3 separate regions of the Zea mays genome follow, and all the other regions are linked to region 3. Evidence: chromatin contacts called from public Hi-C and HiChIP or PLAC-seq data. All regions are on one chromosome and are shown on one strand. The core of a region is the stretch at or near the end of the contact, and the rest is flanking DNA. Distances in the headings are between cores, read along the strand shown.

Region 1 (2,884 bases), core at 345-2,844, 160 kb before region 3:
GGTGACTGCTTTTCGTTCTACTCCTTCTGTTCTTTTTATTTATCGTATTTTAGTTGTAAAATAGAATAGCGGACGACAATTTCTTTTGTGGTTCTCCGAGATATCTAGTAAGGTGCTGTTTGGTTCACGAAATATAACGTAAATGTTAATAATAACGATTCACACTCGAAGACCGGCGTTAACAAATTTTAATAAGGCGGTATCCATTTGTAATGTGGTATCGATTATGGTTAAAATTAAACAAATATGATTTAACGTTATTGGTTAGCCATTACATTACTAATATGTGAATCAAACTGCACCCAAGTTCTTAAGTCTTCAGTTGGTCCAGGGGATTTGGTTCGAGATCTTCATTGAGATTGAAGTTGAGAGCTCCACTTTTAATCTCCGGTAAGTTAATTTCACCGTGTCGCATAGTTTTTCACTGTGGCTAGTGTGTCCAGCTATGTTCTCTGGTCCGGGGCGGAGCTACAACTTGATATCGATGGATTTCAGAAAATATAGTGTAAAGTATTGTTTAATACCGTTTACAGTATTGATGACACCCATGTAAAACGATACTGACACTATAAACCTTGAGGCTGGCTTCGCCCCTGCCAGGTCATCACATTAACCCAAATTACATAGTTTCTTCTTCTGAACTATACGATTCTTCTGTTAACAAAAAAAAGGTACCCTCAAACACCCCTAACATCTGCTTGTATCTCAGCCACATACTGGTATGTTATTATGAAAAAAATAATCCAAAGAACCCAAATAGTTGCTTGTCCATAAACCACGTTGTGGAGTCCATTATATTATGTTGTGGAGTTCAGATGTCCAAAAACCCATAAAGTAATTCAATAACTAGAAATTTGCATACAGCTAGGGCTGGATATCGAGCCAGATCGACTCGACTCGTCTGAGTTCGAGCTGGCTCGTTAAGCTAACGAGCCATAAAATCAGCTCGACTCGGCTCGTTCATGAGCTCGAGCGATCGCGAGTCAGAGTGGAAAAAAACAATATGTATATAATAATCAATTTCTAGTTAATTTCAAACTAATTTAACAATAGAAATAGTAATTATACTCATAGTTTTATAGACACATCAATATAACACCAAATTAATAGAACTCATCAATTCACAATTCACACACATATTCATCAGTTTAACTCACAGTTATATTCGCATAGATCAATTTAACACATAGATATAATTCATCAGTTTAACTCATTGGACATAGACACCATACATAAATATACTATGTGATATGTATATAGTTTCGTGTTGCTGAAACGTGGTAGCTCGTGAGCTGGCTCGTTAACGAAGAAAGCTAAGATGTCAGCTTTATTCTTAAAAAAATTCAAACGAACTGATCTAAGCCGAACCAAGTCGACTACGAACCGAACGAGCTAACGAGCCACGGGCCATTTTGTCAAAGCCCTACATACAACTGCTATCCGATATGAACGTGTAGTATTTGGCAAGCAAGAAGGCAGATTGTGTTTTTCTTTCGTAGCAGTATGAAAAAGTAGTGGTACAGCACATGACATCCTGGCAGCAGCTGTAGGCACTCTCCCATTTCCTGGGAGCAGGGCATGTCGTCTTCCTGGGGCATCTATGAGTGATCATCTACCCATCATCTTTGTCCTAGGCATCAGCGGCAGTCTTCAGAGGTGACCACCGAGACGAGAAGATAAAGAAAGCTACGCTTTCAGCACGGTCCAACCCATGTGAGCGTTCATCTCAAGTTCCCAACCTCTCCTGGTCCTAGTAATTATATACGTGTACTACTACTACTACTACAGAGACATCTCTGCTAAATTCAGCACTGATACTGGTCGTTTTCAGCTCAAATTCTGGCACTCCCCTCTACACACCTTTGTATTTGTAGTAAGCTAATGACGCCGTTGTCTTCTGATAAGAATCTTGAGACTAGCTAGCTAGCTGGCCCTATCATCTCGGGTAAAGTGGCTCCACATGGAGGCCAATAACACCCATGCCTAATTGTCCCTTCCCACAGACCAGCTAATCAATATAAATCACAGGGCTCATTTGGCTGTACTCCAGTGAACCTCAATTTCCCTCATCGATCCATATAAATTACGTTGGATAAAAGTGCAGCCAAAAAAAAAAAAACAAAAAAGCTAAGTCCTAGATTCGGTTAAGCGCGCGCACTGCTGTCGCTGAGGACGATGAATGGGATTCAACAAGTGCATGGCAAATATCGGCTGCAGTGTACTTAGAAAAGGAGGGCTGGAAACGCTGTGCAGGGAAAGGGCCACGAACTGTTGCTTATAATGCGTTTTAGGAAAGGCGAAGCCATCATAATGGCATGCCCGCAGCAGGGGGGCGTTTCGTTTCCCGTCACCCGTCACACCCAAAATGATGCGATCTATCGTTCGATCCCGACGCCCCCCCGCCGGCCTTATCATCATGCCCCGTTTCCTGTTACGGAGTATCTCTATGCTGGGTACAACAAAGCTGCATGTGTGCATCCTCAAATTGCTACTAGCTAGCCAGATGTGTGTTAGTTTAATTAAGTGGGTTATTACATGCCAAATGATGAATGAAGTGCAAATCAACAAGAAGGTATGCCAAATGATGAATGAAGTGTAAATGCCGACGTATTCGCATGGGAACCGTCGCACATGCCTTGGATCCCCAGGGAGGTGATCGAGCACCATCTGAAGATCCACCCTGACGCCAAACCGGAGAGTCAGAAGCCTCGGAGACAGTCCATTGAGTGGCAGGATTTCATCCGTGAGGAGGTCCGGAAGCTGCTGCGCGCTGGCTTCATCGAAGAGGTCCATCACCCAGTATGGCTGGCCAATCCAGTCATCGTTCCCAAGGCTAATGTGCATCGACTACACCAACCTCAATAAGGCCTGTCCTAAGGACCCA
Region 2 (2,700 bases), core at 42-2,541, 210 kb before region 3:
CGCTTGCCACGCAAATAGTTTTTATGGTCACGAATGGTGTAACTCAAATTAAGCGGCCCACCCACTTGGCGACATGCTAATTCATGTGATGCTTTTGGTCCTATTCCCGAGTCATCAGCTGTTTCAATTTCAAAAGCTTGCAAATCTGAAATTTTCCTTTGTGACACCATCAAGTGGAATGTTTCTGGCAAGTGAAGGTTATGGTTGTGTTCTAAATTCAAATCATAAACTTTGTATCCACCAAACTCTTTATCTTTTACAAGTCCCATACGCACTTCACAATCCGTTCTAGTTTCAGCTCGATGACACTTTACTTCATACCCCTTTTTATCTTTCCCTCGATGACCTTGATTAGCACAAACAAATCTACATGACGTGACGTTTCCATCAATCTTACTTGTATTTGAGTACCTTTTTCTAACATCAAAACCTTTTTGACCACTATACGCTAACCAAAATCTCCAGCCCTCATCTGGGTTTCTGAATTTCATTCCAATACGAGGAATCAAACAGGGCAACACATTCTCCCTAAAAAAGACAACTAAAATTTAAAAGAAAGGAACAAATGGACCATGATATTAGGAATAAAAATAAAGTGGTGCATCTCACATGTTTGATCCGTTGGTCGCATCTTCCTCCATCTTTGCTTCTCAGCTTTTTGCCTTGTCTGTTGGTTGGTTTCCTTCGTCGCTGTCTCTCTGTATTTGGTGCTTTTTGCCCTGTCCGTTGGTTCCTTTTGTCACTGTCTCTCTGTATCTGGCGCCAAAACAGGCAGCCTTTCCCGCTGCTTTTTCCTCCGTTGCGCTGTGTTCCTAGATGAAAGAAATAAGAAACGAAGAAAAGAAGTGGGCCAGAATTACTCTGTTGGGCCGCTCCATACACTACTGAGGGAGAGGACAGCAGATCACCGTTGGTTTGAAGATCGACGAGCGCACGGCAGGCTGCCGTAAGGCAGCGGATCTGGTTCCAGTATAGTGTGTGCTGGGCGTGTGAAGGACCGAGAACACGGCCAGAAGAGGAGCGTGGGCGTGGTGAATGGAATCCAGAATTTTCTTTCGGAGAATTAACCCTTGAGCACAGGCAAATCTCTAGAAAACTAAAGCTCGTCAAAGACGTGCTAATTATTTTGCCGGATATTTTGGGTGATGACCGATGAGCACGCACTCAAATTTAGCTGAGGAACACAACAGAGACTAAACCGAAACGGTACTCTCCACCTCGATCTATCACAAAAGAGGCAAGATATACCAACTTAAAACTCACAGGGTGAACTCATGTGTGCAGCATGCATGGGGGGTGCCGACGACTCGATGAGGCGACCGCGGAGCCTAGCTCTCTGGGACTGGGACTGGGACTGGGACTGGGACTGGGACGGAAGCTTCTTCTCAAGCCCAGCCCGGCCAGCGCATGCATAATAAGATAACCGTAACCGGTCGAAGCACGCGACGCAAAGAGAACTCGCCGGCGGCTCTGACCGGCCGCTAGCAGTAGTATAATCGATGTGTGTGCTTTTCGGTGCCGCTGCGGCGTCGCCGTCGTCGGCCGTCACTGGGGCCGTGACTGCACCGACACACCAATGGCTCGTGTATTCAACGACGGATTATTAATAAATGTACGTAAGGGTCGTCATTAGCTAGAAAACAAAGGCCGGCCTGGTCGTGTCGTGCGTGCCTTCGATTGCGCATTTTGTTGAGCACACCAGTACACCACACCAGGCCAGTCTGCTGTTTCTTCTTCAGCGCACGCCCTGCTAGCTGCTGCAACGAAAACCTGAAGGTGAAGGTCTCGGACCCCTCGGTAGCCCTACACTGCAGCGGGGTAGGTGGCGAGGCGTGTCGCGTGTGCAGCACTGCAGCAGCAGCCTCTCCCGCGTCGGGTGAGGAGAGCACAGAGGAGGGGGTTGCTGTGCCTGTGCCCGGGCAGGTAGGTCATTCCTCTTTGTTCTTTTCGTCGCTCACGGTCGTCGGCCCTTCCTCCATCGGCTGTTGCGCTTTACCTGTCCGCCCCCGCCAGTGACGTGCGCGCGGCAATGCAGGTGCGCGCGGCAATACTTTTCTTCCCCCCGTGCGCTCTCCTTTACGTTTTGTTTTTGTTGGAGGAGCCGAGGAGGAAGAGTCAGCGGTCCAAGGTAAACGCTCTGCCCCTGGCGAATAAACGCTACGTCTATACGCGTCCCAGCATGTGCGGCGCGTCGGAAAGCAAACGAACAAACAACAGGGCACGCGCGTTCGGCTGACAACTACGGCTTGACGAGATGTTCATAGCTCGTCTGCTACTTCGGTTCGTGGTCAGTTATATCAGTTCGTTTGAATTTTTTTACGAGCTGAGATGACATTCTAGTTCGGTTTGTTAACGAGCCAACTCGCAAGCTAAACGAGCTAATATGTTTCAACAAAATAAAACTATATGTATATCATTTATGTAATAATTGATGAACATATTATATTTATGTATGGTGTATATGTCATATGAGTTAAACTAATGATTGATAAACTATGACTATATGTTAAATTAGTCTATGTGAATATAACTATGGTTAAACCGATGAATATGTGTGTGAATTGTGAATTGATGAGTTATGTTCATTTGGTGTTACATTGACGTGGTCTGTGAAACTATGTGTATAATTATTATTTCTATTGTTAAATTAGTTTCGAATTAACTATAAATTGATCATTATATATATTGTTCGTTTTGCTC
Region 3 (2,942 bases), core at 258-2,757:
GACAACGGCAGTAAAAAATGGTTTCTCCGGCATTTGGTTCATGATACATCCTTGTACTAAAAAGACCTGTCAGCATTTTCTTTCGGGCAATTACAACTGAGGACTGACAAAATGAATACAGGTACTCACCGGCGTGTGAGTCTTAGAAGTAATTCCGCGGAACAGTGAGATTAGTAGCTTTGCCTTTTGATCCCATGTAAGGGATTTCCATGCTCGTTCAAGCTGAATGAACAATCTGACATGAGCTTCAGCTATTTTATCAGTTGTACTCCCCATTTCCAATTATAAGATATTTTGTTTTTCTAGACTCGTAGCTTTTGCTATGTATTTAGATACACAGTATGTCTAGATAGATAATAAAAGTAACGTATCTAGAAAAGTCAAAATGCCATATGATTTGGAACGGAGGGAGTAGAGTACTTTACAGAGTTAGCAATGCAAGTTCAGTGCACAAATCTGCAATTGAAGAAAACCATTGTGTAGATAATAAGCCACATACAGTTATTTCAATGGGGCGATCCCCAAGAACAAGCTGAGCTCCAATATCTTCAGACACCCTCCTAGCTGCCCGGAACTACCAAAATACAGTATACGGTAGTAGAATTCAGTTGCTAAGTTATCACAATGTCTGAAGAAAACTTACGTGTCAGGTTATTAGCAAATACCTCTTCTCCAAACGGCCGGTTCGCACTGGAAGCAATTTTAGACGAAAAAACAGCGAGGAGCAGACGCAGAGCAAGAGCGCTCTGCCCACCTGTGCCAGCCCAAAGAAACCAACAAGATCAGCAGGTCTCCGTGAGTTCTGATGGGAAATGGTAAACACGAGGCAAGGGTCGGTTGCTCTCACCCAGGTTGATGCTTCTACTGACTGCGCCGAAGAACTTGGAGCCACCGAGAGAGAACATGTTGGACTTCAAAAGCGGCTCGTCGGAAGAATCACTGGACGCGTACATGATTCCAGCTCTGAAGTGAGGGCTCTGCAACGGCGTCAGTTAGCCCCGCCCCCGGAAGAAGATCGACGACACTTCTTTAAGCGGCTTAAAGTTTAAGGGAAGGCGTGGCCTTGCCTGCTCCGGCAGAGCTCGACGACGACATTGTCGGGTTGGACGGCGCGGAGGACGCGCTCCACGTCGGCGACGGAGTCCCGGGAGAGGTGCGAGGTGCCGAGGATCCACACATCCTCAGGCTCCACGAAGTCTGGCGGGCGCCACGCCGGGACCGGGCCGAACCGCCGCCGCGGGACGCGCACGAGCGCACCGGACTCGATCAGCCCCGCCAGCGCAGGGTTCCCTGCGGCGGCGGCGCGCGTGTCGGCGAGCACGGCCGCCCGGTAGTCGAAACACGGCGGCGGCGGCCGCAACGACGCCGCCGCGGCGGATGGGGTGGGCCCCGCTGCCATACTGGCGGGTCGGCTGCGCATCTGGTTGCTGGGTGGTGCTGGCGCGGCCGCGCGCCGCGGGGAGGATATGAATGGGATATGGAACCGCGATCGGCGGCAGTCACGCTCGCGTGCGGTGATTCTTTCTGCTAATTCCATTGATATGGGCCGTACATACATGGGCCGTGTGTTGCAAAACTTTTTGCATACATGGTAATTCCGGAAGAAGACCTTTTTGCATGTGAGTTCTATTGTATTAACAGGAAAGGGTTGTGTGTCTACTTGCATCTCCTGAAAAGCCAATCGACCCTCATTTATGGCCGATTGTATCTGTCGACGAAAAACATTACAATCATTGGTGGCATGAGAAAAGGAATTATGCCACTTACAATAAGCACGCCTCTTTAATTCATCAGGAGGAGGAATAGTATGAGTTAATTTAATGTTGTCGTTTTTCAGTAACTCGTCAAATATTTTATCGCATTTGGCAACATTAAAAGTAAACTTAACTTCCTCTTGTCGATTCTTTCGAATTGACTGTAAAGCAGAACACGCTGAAGGTTTAGCCTGTCCTGGCCAAACCAGTTCGGCGGTGTATACATCCGTGGATTCATCGTCCGAATTATCGTATCCCACTAAATGCATCTTATGGCTAGCCGATTTTGATGTTTCCTTACTTCGGCTTTCACAGGTCATAGCCCGCTGGTGTAAGTGCACTAATGAAAAGAATTGGGCGCCGTCTAATTTTTCTTTTAAGTAGGATCGCAACCCATTGAAAGCTAGCCCTGTCAGTTGTTTTTCTGCGACATGAATCTGAAAGCATCGGTTTCTAGTGTCCCGGAATCTCCGGATATAGTCATTAACTGATTCTTCAGACCCCTGTCGGACTGAAGCTAAGTCAGCCAATTCTAACTCATGTTCTCCTGAGAAGAAGTGTTCATGAAATTTCTGCTCTAATTCTTCCCAAGAGTTAATAGAGTTTGGTGGCAAAGCTGCGTACCATGCAAATGCAGTATCAGTAAGGGACAACGAGAATAAACGAACGCGGTAGGCTTCCCCATCAGCCAATTCTCCCAAGTGTGCTATGAATTGGCTTATATGTTCGTGTGTGCTTTTCCCACTTTCACCAGAAAACTTAGAGAAGTCTGGTATTCTAGTTCCCTGTGGGTATGGCACGGTGTCGAATCGGTGGCTATAAGGCTTCCGATACGATTGCCCTGTACCTGACACACTAACACCGAGTTTGTCCCTGAACATCCCGGCTACCTCGTCTCTGACCCTCTCTGCCATGTCTGGCGACCATCCATTAAGTTTGTGGGTGGAGATTTCAGGTTGCCTGACATTACTCTGTCGGCTTTCCTCCCAGGTATGTTTGAGGTGTGTGTTAGGTGTCCTATTAATGTCACCAGCTCCTGCCATATACCCCTCAGGCTCTCTTGTGGCCGAATAGTATTCAGCCCTATGTCCATGAGGTGGTATGGCATGATTATAATGTGTTGCTGGTGGGGCACCATAATGTTGCTGCGATGAATGTGGGAACTGTGCGTATTGCGCAGCTCTCGGC

What was found. Hi-C and Micro-C count contacts between places; a contact is called where the count stands out from the background. HiChIP or PLAC-seq counts read pairs in DNA pulled down with a chosen protein or histone mark.
Region 1: an H3K4me3 HiChIP or PLAC-seq map of leaf shows a contact between it and region 3, with 4 times the contacts expected there. The contact joins the enhancer-like site here to the promoter of LOC103643119 in region 3. A contact is called at or near these places in 9 of 25 Hi-C or Micro-C datasets (bundle sheath, ear, endosperm and 1 more) and 1 of 3 datasets of contacts at active chromatin or transcription factors (leaf).
Region 2: a Hi-C map of leaf shows a contact between it and region 3, with 4 times the contacts expected there. The contact joins the promoter of LOC103645193 here to the promoter of LOC103643119 in region 3. A contact is called at or near these places in 15 of 25 Hi-C or Micro-C datasets (bundle sheath, ear, endosperm and 6 more).

Annotation. Positions count from the first base shown.
Region 1 is chr1:201,880,846-201,883,729 of Zm-B73-REFERENCE-NAM-5.0, reverse strand. No RefSeq gene overlaps it. Among protein-coding and RNA genes, the nearest start is that of LOC109943721, 45 kb to the left of the region's middle. Within about 2 kb of position 1,594, at least 14 of the 20 cell types and tissues checked have an H3K27ac peak or open chromatin away from gene starts, as enhancers often do. A contact at or near this core is called in bundle sheath, ear, endosperm and 1 more, where this site is marked.
Region 2 is chr1:201,926,019-201,928,718 of Zm-B73-REFERENCE-NAM-5.0, reverse strand. It overlaps LOC103645193, which reads right to left and starts at 1,291. Exons shown (of 5, transcript XM_023300874.1): 1 at 1,283-1,291; 2 at 909-1,088; 3 at 610-804. The coding sequence starts at 1,291. LOC109943721 (a long non-coding RNA gene) reads left to right here and starts at 1,648. Exons shown (of 2, transcript XR_002266805.1): 1 at 1,648-1,923; 2 at 2,036-2,482.
Region 3 is chr1:201,719,919-201,722,860 of Zm-B73-REFERENCE-NAM-5.0, reverse strand. LOC103643119 (traB domain-containing protein) reads right to left here and starts at 1,507. Exons shown (of 7, transcript XM_008666274.4): 1 at 1,068-1,507; 2 at 848-963; 3 at 666-754; 4 at 500-574; 5 at 130-222. The coding sequence starts at 1,420.